Linked DNA regions of Mus musculus: region 1 is linked to region 2. Evidence: chromatin contacts called from public HiChIP or PLAC-seq data. All regions are on one chromosome and are shown on one strand. Each heading gives the region's core, a stretch centred on a gene start, on an enhancer-like site or on the middle of the called end of the contact. The rest is flanking DNA. Distances are from core to core; before and after follow the strand shown.

Evidence for each region. HiChIP or PLAC-seq counts read pairs in DNA pulled down with a chosen protein or histone mark.
Region 1: a contact with region 2 is called in an HNF4G HiChIP or PLAC-seq map of pancreatic cancer cells. The contact joins the promoter of Septin9 here to the enhancer-like site in region 2. A contact is called at or near these places in 1 of 39 promoter capture datasets (embryonic stem cells), 5 of 115 datasets of contacts at active chromatin or transcription factors (the SCID.adh cell line, embryonic stem cells and pancreatic cancer cells) and 2 of 9 other capture datasets (embryonic stem cells and pancreatic islet).

Annotation. Positions count from the first base shown.
Region 1 is chr11:117,264,545-117,271,990 of GRCm38.p6, reverse strand. Septin9 (septin 9) reads right to left here and starts at 5,745. Exons shown (of 11, transcript NM_001113487.1): 1 at 5,396-5,745. The coding sequence starts at 5,450. Gm39478 (a long non-coding RNA gene) reads left to right here and starts at 5,807. Exons shown (of 3, transcript XR_880325.3): 1 at 5,807-6,172.
Region 2 is chr11:117,203,044-117,209,636 of GRCm38.p6, reverse strand. It overlaps a transcript of Septin9 not described here. Among named protein-coding and RNA genes, the nearest start is that of Gm39478, 60 kb to the left of the region's middle. Within about 2 kb of position 4,481, at least 58 of the 459 cell types and tissues checked have an H3K27ac peak or open chromatin away from gene starts, as enhancers often do. A contact at or near this core is called in pancreatic cancer cells and pancreatic islet, where this site is marked.

The DNA.
Region 1 (7,446 bases), core at 4,496-6,995, 61 kb before region 2:
TTAAGGATATGGGTGGAGGTGCATAGCTGATAGGTAACGGGACCTAGCAAGCTGATAACATGGAACTTGGGCTTCTTGGCCCTTCTGGTCCCTATGGATGGGACAGTCACAGCTCAGAACTGAGTCTGCACCATGCCACCTGGACAAGAAGGCTGAGGCCACTACGAACCTCTTCTCACCTGGCCTCCCACTTCTCAGGTCTCCAGGCCCGCTTCACACTCCAGGCACGGGGTGCGTACCCTGTGGCTGTCAGCACTTGGTCCTGCAGATGGACATGCCGTGTCCCTCACCTGTGACATTCTGGTGTGAGATACTGGGACAACCTCCCAGTTAGAAGGACCCTGAACCCCATGTCACCCCGAGCTCTATGGGGAATATCAGCCAGAGAGGAGGAGGGACCTCCCCGACCCTGTTTCATCTGAGTATCTGTTAAGGCCTGAGAGATTCCCAGGAGGATTCTGTGGGTACCAAGTCCCTGGGACTTGCCATTATCAATGGCAACCCTGTTATCCAGTCTCGTCCCCACAGTGGGGTCAGATGGGTTCTTGTCTGTGTGACCTTCTAGCACTGAGGATCTGTATGTCTTGTGCAAACATCACTCAGTTCTAACAGCAACCTCCAAACCTCACACAGCCAGTTCTATGCCCGGTGCTAGCTACTACCTATAACTCATAGAGTGCCGTCCGGAACCGGCACGGTGTCATTCACAACCCCACCGAGCGCTGGATGCGAGGGGTGAGTCTCTCAGCTCACTGTGAGCCGCACAGACAGTAGAGTGAGGTCACCCCACCTACTAGGTGCCCAGGGTGATACCCATCACTCCCTGTAAGACCTCTCTCTATACAAACCCTGCCCCCTGCCACCTTCTACCCCACTCCCACACTGCCCCTCCACCAGTGCATCCTTCGAACCCTTCCTGGAATGTCACATGACCCAGGAAGGATTCACGACTGATGCCCCCCCAAAGGGGATGTGCCCCACTTCTTGGTAGATATGTGGTCCAGGTAATCCTCAGTGGGGTGCTTACACACCTACTGTCCCCATCTAATGTCTAGTGAACTTGCTCACATGGGTACAACTGATGGGCGCACCTAGTATACCAAACTGGGGTTACCAAAAACTTTGGGATTATAAAAGAGGCCAGCTCCCGATTTTTTTGTTTGTTTTGTGTTTTGGAGACAGGGTTTCACTGTGTAGCCCTGACTGTCCTGGAACTCACTCTGTAGACCAGGCTGGCCTCAAACTCAGAAATCCACCTGCCTCTGCCTCCCACGTGCTAGGATTAAAAGTGTGAGGCCAGCTACTCTTCACTGCAGGAAGCCCTAGAGTCCTTGAATCCCCCTCAGCAGTGAGGCAATGATTCCCAGGAGCCGGGAGTGTCTGGAAATCTCAGAATTCATCACACAGAAGGCCCAAGGGCATTAATTAAGAGGTCAGATCTACAGCTACCTGCAAGCAACAGGCCTTTCCTCTAGGGAACAAAGTGGCACCTGGGTCCAGCTATCACCACCACCTTGTCCCAGAGGTGTCTACATGACCCCTGATTTCTTGGTCACCTCTCTATCGAGGGGGAAAGGGACCACAGGCTGTCCAGGGCCCAGTGCAGAAGAGCCTCCCTGGGACAGCGGAGAAAAGTCTTGCCACTCAGATTGGAGAGTCTGGGCTTCTGGGCCAGATCTGTTTCAACAAACATCAAGGACTCTCAGGATTGTTCTGGGGGTGTAAAACTGATTACAGCAGATGCTGGTGAGAAGAACAGGCCAGCGGCTGGCACTTGAAGAGGCTTTTGTTACACAAGGACCCAGCTTGTAACTGTGTTTGCGATAACAGATCTGGCCTCCATTCAGGAAGAACATACCATCCAGTTGCCCCACGCTTCTGCTGACCGGAAAAGGAGAGAGAAAGGGGTGACTCCTCCAGCTACCCAGTCACAGACAGTGATGGGTCTCAGAGTCACCTCGTGGGGGAGGGGTGGGTAGTACCGATGACTCAAAACCCTTGATGTTGGGAAGTGGGAAAGTAGGAAATAGTAAAAGACCTTTGGCATCCCTAGGGAATGGGATTGGGGGGGGGGGTGTTCCTTGAAAGGAAACCAAAGATAGATACTGGGACACAAGATGTTCATGTCTTTCAAGGGTCCTGCCACCTCTCAGTCCCCAGGGATGGAAAAACCAAGTCTGAATCCCACCAAGACCTCCAGTTATGATCACAAGTGTGGCCCGTGCTTCAGATGGGGGTGGGGTGGGAGGTGGGGTGGGGGGAGGGGACAGGGTGGGGGATATATGGGGACAGCTGGAATAAAACAGACGGAAAATGAGAGGCGAAATGAGTGTCCAAGACAGTTGCGACCAAGACTGAGACCCGAGCCCAGTTGGCACACCTACTCCAGCACACACAGCTACAGGCTGGATCCACTAGCCCCACAGGCACACAGCACTGACCTGGGAATCCTAACCCGTCATGAATCACTTCCCTCTGCCCTGTAGGGCAGGCTGTTCCTGCCTGGTACAGCTGCTAACGCCAAACCTCCTTGGGGGCAGGCAAGCAGGCTCTCTGCTATATTAAAACAAACAAACAAACAAAACAAACAAAGAAAAAAACAAAACAGAGATACACATGGCTCAGAACTAGCCAGCCATGTGCCAGCCGGAGCTCCCTGGGGGGAGCACCTAGGTCCTTTGTGCTCCATCTCATGAGCCCATCTGTCCAGCCTCACAAAGGGACTATGGGCCCCAGTGGCTGTAGCCAACTTGGCTCTTTTCTCCCTCCTCCAACTATCTGGCAGAGCCACATACACCCCGCAGGAAGCCTGAGCAAAAACTAGGGGCTCCTCCAACTGAGCCTGGCCAAGCTAGCATCAGGGAACACCTGACCCTCTGTGGCTGGACCCCCTCTGAACATTCACTGTAAACTGGTCCCTACATGGCCCAACTTCCTAGCAGTCTCATCCTGAAATCTCAGCTCCTTGCTCTGGACAGAAGGCCCTCTTCTTTCCCTGTCACAATCACAGCTCTCCTTTGCCTCAAGGTCTTGTCTCCCCATTCCCAACTTCTCCCTGCGAGTCTCTTACTACTTTTCCTGCCTGGATTCAGACTGCCAGCTTCTCTCACCCATGCTAGGCTGAGTCATACTCTCTCCACATCCCTTTATCTGCCTAGCTGCCCAACCCCCCACTCCCTTTCTGCACATCAACTCAACTCTGTATTCCTAGGACACTTACTTAGGAGGTCACTTTTCGGGTCGTTTATACAAAGCACAAAGCTTCTCTTGCATAAGTGTACACGTGCGACACACACTCACACACGCACTTTCACTAGTGATAGCCCGGGCTAGTAATCTCTGGGGACTCAAAGCCCTGAACCCATTCCCCATCTGAGCTTTTCGGAGTTCACAGTAGGAAGACTGGCATGCAGGAGGGCAGCATGCTCAGCAGGCCCGGCTTCCTCAAGACTGCCAACCTCTATACCAGGATGCTCTCAATGTGGCCATTGTCTTGAACTAAATTTGAGGGTCAAGAAGCTGGCTTGGGAGGCAGCCCAGTGAGGGCACCACTCAGCGAGTAAGGAGTTACACAGAGAAACCAAAGAGGCAGGGGCAGCTGGCCTCCACAATGCAAAGAGAGCCAGCTTCTGAGACCTTACAACCCCCAAACTTCTCCTCCCCAACAAAACTTCTGCAACATTCTGCAGAAACCCTGTCCCCAACTCCTTGGGGGATGAAAGCAGACACCTGAATGCCCCCTGGGTCCGAGCAGAGAGCAAACACAGAGACCAGAACCCGGAAAAGGTAGTGCCCCCCCCCACCAGGTCCTCCACCCCCTCCTCATCCCCCTTCCCGCTCAGACCTTGCAGAGAAGGGAACTGACTGGCTGACTTTCAGATACACTTCCAGGAGAATGAAAGGCTCCAGGGCAAAGGAGAGGTGCACAGAGGGGCAACCCAAGGAGCTAGGACAGTCCCTAGGACATGCAGAAGGCACAACAGCACGGAACAGGTCTGGGGAGACCTTAGTATAGACATGGACTCCAAGAGGTCCAGGTGGTTGGGGGCACAAGATCTCCTAAGCAGCGACTATGCCTTGATTCAGCACAGATACTTGCTCCCACCACTGAGGTGACCAAGTGGGTATGATATTCCAGGCTCCTAAAGCCTGTACCTGCCAATACACAACTCATCAGCAACCACCCGCCCCCCGCCCCCCGCCCCCCACCCACTTCCTGACACATAGCTAATCACCTAACTCAGAGATAAGGCTGACCTCAGGTGGGCTCAGGACAAACCCCCTGGTTCCAGTCATGGGGCCTGGAGCACCCCCAACTGGTCACTTGAAGAGCCTGAAACCTGGCCGTCTTTAACTATGTGAAGCCCTTCCTCCCTCGCTCACAGCCCACCAGAGGGCTCTGCCTAAGGCTGCCTGAGAGCCCCTCAGAGGGGCGGGGGCTCCGGGCCCGGCAGAGTCAGGCCCGCCCCTCGGAAACCCAGCCCCAGACGCGCGCGGGACACCATTGTGTAAGCCTCCCTTTCCACTGGCTTTATTTACTCCGGAGGGGGACGCAGGACGAGGGGCCACGGCACCGGCAGTGGCAGTCACGAGGCCTCTGGAAAGCCCGCGCATGCAAGCCCAGGGCGGAGATGGAAGGCCCACCCTTGGAGGAAACGGCCCCCAAGTATCTTTGCACTTTGTAAACTCAGGACAAGAGGCGAAAGTGCTGTCCTTGTGTGAGCGCACAGGCCCCCTCTCTCCCAAAAGGCTCTTCTCTCTCTGATGGATAAAGGTGTCCCAGGCCTGGATCGGGGGTATTGGACATCCCACCCTGGACCCTGAGACTCGCCGGGCCGGGATCCCCTCGGGTGCATGGGGCCTGCGGGCCGATCAATTTGGCAGCCCTTGCCAGCCCCGGGACTGGGCTCAGCCCCAACCCCGGAGCTGGCGTGGGGGAGGGGAGGAGGTCCACCCTGAGGATTCGGCCTCCCACTGGATCCGAGGAGGGGAACTAACTCCCATGCTGGTGAGAGCTGAGGGCGAGCACCAAAAGAAGAAAACCCACTGGTTTCCAGGGTGGAATTGCGCTCCTGGGGTTGTTCCCAAGAAGTCAAGCCCGCCCTCGAGGAGACGACAGTCCCAGAGCAAAAACAAACAACAATAAAAAGACGAACACCCCAGAGGCAGCATGAACCTGGGATCCCCAGGGGGCGCGTGGCCCCCAACTATAGGGTCTATCATCTACAGGCCCCCTTAATGGGGCTCTCCAACTCGGCAATGCGGGGTCTGGGGCGCAGAGCCCCAGGGTGAGCAAACCGGGGTCTTGCCTCTCCCGTGCTCATCCCGTCCCGTCTCAGGCCCGCCTGGAGGTTCCTGCCCAGCTCGCCAAGCAACCGCTGGGTCGGGCACCCACCTTCAAAGTCTGAAATGATCCCGTCCAGCTGTGCGTTGACCGCGGGGTCGGACATGGTGGCTGGTGCGCAGGGAGTCCCGCGGAGACCGGGCCCTGCGCGCTCCCGCTCCCGGTGCAGAGCTGGCCGCCGGAGCCCCTCGGCCCCCACGGTCGGCTGAATGAATGGGGGAGGAAGGCGGGCGCCGGCCCCTCCCCAAGCACCCGGGCCCCCGCCCCGCCCCCGCCTCCCGGCTGGATCAGGTTCCCGTACCCCAGCCGGCCTCCGCGACTCGGCACTGGCTGTTGCGCCCGCCTGTCAAAACTGGGCCTGGAGGGGATGGAACCAGAGCTGCTTCTACAGGGACTGCAGAGTCCCAGGCACACGACCTGGGCTGCCCCCCCTTCTCCCTTCCTGGCGGGTGCCCAGGGGACCGCGACAGACACGGCCTCGGCCCCTCCCCCTCACGCCCCTCCGCGGCCAGATGTGGGCGGATGTAGAGGATGTGGAGGCCGGGCCACAGCAGCGGGCGGGCGCCGAGGGGGACAAGATTCCTCCCCTTCCCTGGGCGCAGTGCTCTTGCTGCCCGAGGTTTTATTTACGCAGCCAAAGTTCCTGAGTGCCTCCTTCGCATATAAGCACGGGGCCTGCAAGGGTTAAGCTGTAGCGCTAGGCTAGTGTGGGTCTGCAGGACCCTAGACGGTTCACTACAGAGATGAGGGTCCCGGGAGTTCTCAGCATCCACACGTCGAGGACTGCTACCCCCTTGCACCCCCGGGGGTCGCTGCTGCATCCTTTGGGTAAGTGCTACGGAAGGGATAGGGCAGGGAGAGGCGGCCCTTCTGAAGAATCGTTGCAACGCCCCTCCCCCCTTCCACTGTATGGGCTTCCTGAGTACAGAGAGTGGACCACGACCTTCCCTCCAGAAGAGAGAAACCATAGTTCCTAACATCAGAAGGAAGGAAGAAGGCTGCTCCTGGGCTCCTTCCACATCAGTGGGTACCCACAGCCTAGACTTTCTCTGTCCAAGTAGCCTTCACACTTCAGACATCCACCGGGCAAGCAGAGAAAACCACGGGGCTATACAGAAAAAACAAACACTAGTTACCAGGAAGGGTCCCCAGGGATTGGGGGGGTGGGGGGAGGCGGTGTTCACCACTTCCTGGATGAGCCAAGTCTCCTGCCCGCTGGGCACAACCTTAGACCTGGGACCTCTCTGCTCAATCAGGGCTGCATGGATTCATAGCTGGGGACAAGTCCCTGCAGAGTGGGCGAGTGACTCATCCCCTGGTCCTCAGTGTGAGTCCCTGAGCTGTCCTGGGTCTGGGTCTGCTTTCTCCCTATTCCACCATTCTCAGTGAGGGAAGAACAGTGCTGAGACCTGCAGAGGCTGGTGAGGCTGCAGAGGAGAGGAGAAGCCTGGGCTAGGTTTGGTGAGACTTTTTTTTTTAAGCTGCTGGAATAGAGTCCTTCCTATTTCAGAAAATGTGCCCCTCCCTCCCTCCCTCATGCCTCAGATGGTTTAAAAACTATTTTCAACCAAGTGAGCTTTTGGACATGGAAAGTGCAAAACCACGGCCATTTTAGATGCACCCGCACCCCCATCCTTCTGGAAGCCTTACTTCAGGAGCAGTGGGCACCCCTGATGGCTTCTGTCAGGGTCTCAGCCTGCCTGGCAGTCTGACCATCACCAGGTCACCTGCCTATCCCACATTTGGGGGATTTCAGGATCCAATCTAAGAAGCTGAGGCCCTTACCACAAAGCCCTGGGAAGATGCCGGGTCCCTGGGACAGCGTCCAACCTGAGTGGGCGTTGTTCATTGGTGTTTCTTATAAAAAGCACCTGGTACACAGAGACACACCCGAGCGATTGTTCTCCCCAGGGCAAGTGCAGATTAGCAGAGACACAGCGCATTGTTGCTCAGCCTGTATCCAGGCAGAGGAGCCAAGCACACCACAGTGTTCCAATGGAGAGCCAGGGTGCAGGCTTCAAGGAGTTCTCCCCGCCCCCGGGGACTCCATGGGACAATAGAAGTGGGTGCTGACTTCCACAGCCAGAACACCCTTGTCCATT
Region 2 (6,593 bases), core at 3,232-5,731:
GAATTAAGACTTCACTGTGGAACTAGGGGAAGGGGTGTGTGTGTGTGGTTGAATGAGAAGGGGGAGGGATTTGAATGAGAATGGCCCCCCACAGACTCATATATCTGAATCCTTGGTTCCCAGCTGGTAGAACTGTTTGGGAAGGATTAGGAGGTGTGGCCTTGTTGGAGGAGGTGTGTCACTGAGACAAGGCTTCCAGGTTTCAAAAGCCCATGCTAGGTCCAGTGTCTCTTCCTGCTACCTACGGACAAGGATGTAAAACTCTCAGCTGCTTCTCCAGTGCCATGTCTGCCCGTGGGCTGCCATGTTCCCCACCATGATGAAAATGGACTAACCCCTTTGAAACTGTAACCAAATCCCTGGTTAAATGCTTTCTTTTATAAGAGTTGACTCGATCTGGTGTCTCTTCAGAGCCATTCAACAGTGGCTGAGACACAAGAGGACAATTCAGTCCGTACAGACTGGAGACCAAGCTTACAGCCTTACTTCTCCACAGAGAGCTCAGGTGGGAGAGAAAGGGAGCAGTGGCCGAGATGGGGTGAGGCAGCTGACACCAGAAGCAGGCCATCCTGCTGCTCAAACACCAGGGAAGCAATGTTGGGGTACAGCTGAGTGGGGGGCAGTAGGACACAGCTTTTCTTCATACATCCTGTACTGGTCTCCTAGAGTTTCCTTCGTTGACCCTCCAGGCCCTCCTTGGTGTGACCAAGCTGACCTCTTACAGGCTATGGGACAGGGCCCTCAGGTCTGCTAGTTTTTAAGCTGGTTTCAATCAGTAAGAGGTGTTAGTACAAAAGACAGCCAAGGAGTTCCTCCTGCTTCCTGCCTTGAAAGGTGTTCTCAGCAACAAGTTCTGTCCCCTTGATGGTTCTGGCTCCAATGGAGCAGCTCCCTTTGTTCAAGTCCCCCACAGCCAGGCTCAGGCCCTGAAATCTGGTGGCAGGACTTCCTCCCACTGAGCTCTGAGTGGAAGCAGTGGTCCAGGGACTGCAGCAGGAGCCACTCAGCCAGAAAGCTATTCCACTTGGCACCGCTTAGCTGCATTTATGGCTTCCCTGGTTGTTTCCGTGTGTAGCTCGGTTACTGCTCAGCATCCCTAGGTAGAAATGGAATCCAGGAATTCTCTCTCCATTTCCAGATCCAGTTCCTCCTCCTGTGCATGATCCAAAATCACAGCCACCAGCCACCAGCATGTTCTGCCGCTCTCTGCGCCAGAAAACTGTGGGCAGTAGGGAGGGGCGGGATTTGAAATGCACAGAGCCAGGAGCCAGTCTCAGAAACCATCCCAATTGCCAGGGGGGAAACCTATACAAGGAGGGTTCTGTTCTCCTGCAGCCTGAGTCAGAGATGTAGCTCTAATCAGAAGGGCGGGCAGGGACATATCTGATCATTATAAATGTCTCACGTGCTTCTGGCTCTTGACTGGAATCACACTGCCAGGACAGCATAAAAACTGCACCCACTACACACTCTCCCTCCATAAATCTCCACTCTGGGGGCCGGGCAGATGGCTCAGTGAGTAAGGTGCTTGCTGCATAGCATGAGGTCATAGGGTCAGATCCCCAGTACCCACATAAGAAGTTTTAATCCCAACACTAAGGAGGCAGAGGCAGGGGAATCCACGAGACTCACTGGCCAGCCAGTCTATATCAATGGGGGAATTCCAAGCAAATGAATAAGACTCTGTCTTAGCTGGGGTAGGTGTGGTGGTAGTGGTAGACAGGCCTTTAAGCCCAGTACTAAGGAGGCAGAAACAGGCGGATCTATGTGAATTCAAGGCCAGCCTGGTCTACAGAGCAAGTTCCAGGACAGCCAAAAGCTACACAGAGAAACTCTGTCTGGAAAAAAACACAAACAAACAAAATAAACAAACAAACAAAAAAAATTAAGAGAAGGGGGGAGGGGAGGGGAGAGGAAGAGAATCTCTGTCCCAGAGAAACAAGGAAGGTGGTAACTAACTGAGAAACAATGCTCGTTTGACCTCTGACCTCGTCACAAGTGCATGCACACCCACAAGAAGGAGCATGCGCACACATAACCCCTCTCCCATCCCCCTCTCTTCTCCTATAGGAATCCCAGCCACCAAAATAAATGAAATTTCAGTCTGGCGTGGCGATGCATACCTTAAATCCTGGCCCTTGGTACAAAAGGTTGGAAGCCTTAAATTCCAGTCCAGCCTGGACTACAAAGTAAGTCTTTCTCAAATCCTGACTCAAAAGATAAGGGGGCAGGGGAGAAAGAGAAGGAGAAGGAAAGATACTGACCACTCAGAAAGATAACTTTTCTGTTTTCTCCCCAGAAAATAAAACACTGGTCTTGGTGAAGAAGAGAAGCCAAAAGACAGTCACAAAAATGTTACTCTGGAGAAGTAACGGCTTAATTGATACTTTTCTAGATTTTGCTTTATTCCCGATACTTAATAGCTGTTTCAAACTACAGTTAAAATTGAGGGCAATACCTCCACTCAACATACAGAGGCAGGGGGTCACCACTTTTTAAGTGTTTAAGCACACTAGCTTAGAACCCCAAGTCGCCTGAGAGTATGGGTCTGCAATCGCAAATCTTCATTGTTAAGGTGACTGGACTTGGTCTCACAGAGGAGGCGTACCTCTTCCTGCCTGTGTCTAGGACATTGTTTTTTTAGAGAGCTTTAATGGCGGAGGGAAGACCCTCCCTGAGTGCAGGCAGCATGATCCCACAGGCTGGAGCTCTCTGCTGCATAAAAGAAACAGGAGCTGAGCCCCAACATTTACCTCCCCCTCTGTTTCCTGACTGTGAGTGAAGAGTGACCAGCTGCCTCCAGCTCCAGCTTCCATCATGACCCTCCCCCCACACACACGCACACACGGACTGGCCCATCACACTGTGAACCAACATGACATGTCCCACACTTTTGTTAAGAACTTTGTCACAGCAACAGGAAGGGAACCAACATGTAATTCACTTCACCTTGGGGCCACTGGGTTACCACACAGGGATTCCTCATAGAGAGGAGGAGGCAGAGGACCGCCATGCCGAGAGTTCCTGGAAGGAGCGACCAGGGTGATGAGAGAAAGACTGAGGCCAGAGGAACAAAATGTTAACGCTCAGGAAAAGCCAGAGAACTATGCCTGATTGCCAGAGGAAGGAAGCTTCCAGAAGAAATCACTGCAAAGTAACCAGCCAGCAGACACCTGGTTGCCAAGTGACCCAGGTAGCCTGTCACCTGCAGCCATTGATCCATGCCCATGGGCTCGGGAGGTGACAGGGATGGAGAGATCACACTGCGCCAGCCTCGTGTGCCAGTCACTGCAAGGAATGAAGATGGTGGACAGCTGGTCTCAACAGCAAACCAGCGCAGGGACACTCAGCAGGTTGATGGACAGTTTCTCTCCATCATACCTCTTGATGAAATGCTATCCTGAGCATACTTTCCTGGTTGTGGGTGACAGCCATAATAATAGCCAAAGAGTCACCATTACAGTCTAGACGGATCAGTGGGCCAGATCCTCTAGGAAAGCGGGTGAGGGGCCACCAAACACAGGACGTCCACTCTGAAGAGCCGCCAGAGCTCTGGCTTTGACCCGTACCTGGTATGTGACTTCCCGGTGAAAGGGCCTGAGTGACAGGGACATGCAACCCTGAAAGCAGGTGCCGCTCAGATAATTAAACGATACATTTCACACTTGTGGGGACAAGCAGAGCAAGGGACATAAAAGTGAATCTAACAACAGGTAGGGTTTTATGTTCCGGTTCCATTTCCTGATTGCATCGCTGAAGGAAAAGTCCACAACACAAAACATCGACCACAGGCAACAACAGCAAAACAAACAAACGAAAGTGATGGATACAGGGTCTGTCTCAGAAAGCATTTCCAGAGGGGAGAAAAAAATCAAATAAAATAAAGGCAACCGAGGTCCACAGTTAAGGCCGGCCCGCAGCCACCAGGAAGCTCTGCCACCCAGTGACTCATCCGACATAGCTGAGGTTTTACCACACCTTGTAAGCAGGGAGGCAGCGCGATGCCAGTGCTGGTGAGAAGCCACCATTCCTCCCGGCTCCCTGGTACATCTGACTGCCCTTTTGTCTGGCACCCTGCAGTATCCATATGACCCAGAAGCCCTCAGCTCTAACCTTACCTAGCCACTCGCCTGCTCTGCTCTACTGAGCCAAAGATATAGAATTAATTATCAGTGAGTTTTACAAATAACTCCTCCAGACCCCTCTGTGCCCAGCGGTCAAGTCCCTAGCATGCTGGAAGATGACAAGCACTGGATGTAACCCACTTCCAAGTTGCTTGGGTTACAGTAGCCTTATCCTCCGGCTGGGATCTGATCCTCTATAAAGAGGGTTGTGAAAGGAGGGCCCCAGGATGCAAGTCCCATTGATCTCAGCTCAAGGCCCCGGGCAGCCAGCCAGCTAGCTCACTGGTGCCCAGCCCTTCCTGGTAACCATGCTCACCTGGAACTCAGCTCAAACCTGAGCACGGTTGCCACTACTCCTGAGTCAGCTGCTGCCCCAACACGCCTGGCCTGGCGAGGACCTGGGTATAACACTCCAGGACTCCTGATGCTGCTGTGGCCCACCCTTTGCTCCAGATGTAGTCTGGGGGAGTCAGAGTGTGAGCATGCCCTGGGAGGAGTGAGGAAAAGACCACTGTGGCAGAGACTGCAGCCACCAACTGCCACGCAGGAGGCAGGCAAGCCTATAGGTCCTCTCCTCGGGATCCTCAAGCCAGGGTCAGATGGGTTGCCTCAGCTCCACAGAGACCTTCTCTGCCCCTGATTTCAGCATTCCAATCAATGCTGAAGGTCAGGGTTTGACTGGTGACTTGGGTCCCAGCCAGGGAAGGTCCGGGTCCAAGGGCCATCCTGCGACCTGAAGCTAGGATTGGCTTTCCGTGCTCCCGTTTCCTGTCCTGAGGTCTTGGGCAGCCAACAGTAAGGCTTCATCGAACCAGGTCAGATCAGTCCCCAAACAAAGCTTGGTTGTTGGAGATCTGCTAGAGGCCACTGACAAGCAAGGCTCCTGGGGCCGCCACCCCTCTCTGGTCAGAGTAGCTTGGTGTCATCTTCACTTCGGCTGCAAGCGGACCCGGGCCCAGGGCAGGGTTGGAGAGATAAGGCCAAGAAACTGGGCTGGGAGCAGCCTGCCCCTCAGCCCTCCGGGCCCTGCAGTGCTGTTGCGGAGAGCCACGGGGAGCAGCCAGAATGGAGCCTGAGGCTCAGCAGCACTCAGCAGACACTTCTGGAATAAATGGCTCAGAGCACACGGAAAATTAAAACGGATCAGGAACTCTGGGGAGTCGGGGCCCCTTGCAGCTCAGCATGGCTGTTCTGGCAAACCTGGCCAAAGTTTCTGGAGCCAGAGCAAAGCTATCCCAGAGACCTGCCCACCTGTCACAACTGGCTTTGCTGCTGCCACCAACAACCCTGCAAGCCTGGCTGCCTGACACTATAAGTGCCTTCAACCAGGGCTTAGACTTCTCTTAATTGGGACTTTTGGATCACATGGCCTGTGGCAGAGTCAGGACTCTGAGGTCTCTCTAGGAACCCCTCAGCACAGCAGGGCTGTACTTGCTGTCTTTGCAAGCCCCAAGCAGCTTCACCAGCCTCTGGTCCTGATGACCCCCCCCCCCCATAAATCCCTAAAGCAGTGAAGAGCTGGGATGTTTTCAAGGTAACAGCCCCAACAAACAAGCCTTAGATGGGGCAAGAGTCACCCCTTTCTCTACCCAAGCACCCTTTGAGCCCAGGGTCTCTCTCTTCGGAGCCCTTGACATCCTGAGACTAAGAGATCCACTCAGCATGTACCCTGGGGCCTGGCTCTGTGCTGGTCTGGGCTAGATCTCTCTTATCAAAAACATCTTTAGCAAATTGCAGAGCCCACGCAACACTGCCCACGGACAAACATGCGGAAACCTGGTCGCCTCCAGGTTCAATGCCTGTCTTGGAGCCTCGGGCAGCCTGGGACAGACAGAACCATCTGAGAAGGGCACAGAGGGTTCAGGAGGGAACACACCTTCCATGGTCTTGTTTAGACATCCAAGGGAGGCCTACGGGCACATGGACAGCCCAATGTCTGACTAAGACAGCTGCTCCTGAATGACAACTCTGCCTCTCTGCACCCATCCAGGTGTAAGCAGGTCCCACGGTAGAAGGTGGGCTCTCTCATACTCTTTCTGGTACATTTTACTCAACGCTACGCTGGTAAGACGCTTTGGAGTGGAAAGCTGGGAAGGAGGCAGGGGCAGGCAGGCAGGGTGGATGGCTGTCCATGTCTGAACTTGCCTTCCCACCTCCCCAGTGGTCTGGGAAGGGCTGGTTCCTGACTTGTGCTCAGTCAGCTCTCTTGGGACTAGGGGCCTCAGAATCTGGGCAAGGATGGGACATAGCCATAGACTAACTGCTTGAGGAGGCTGCTTCCTCTCCAGCCCACGTCCCTTAGATACACTAGAGCAAGCAGGCTTGACCATCAGGAGTCTAGAGGTAGCCAGAGCAGGCACTGAGGTATGGAGGGACCAGCGGAGAAAGGAGCTTTTTGTCACCCACACTCACCAGCTCGTGGGTAGCTTACTCAGAAGTGACCTCAGAGGGTGTGCCCCTCACCCTTCC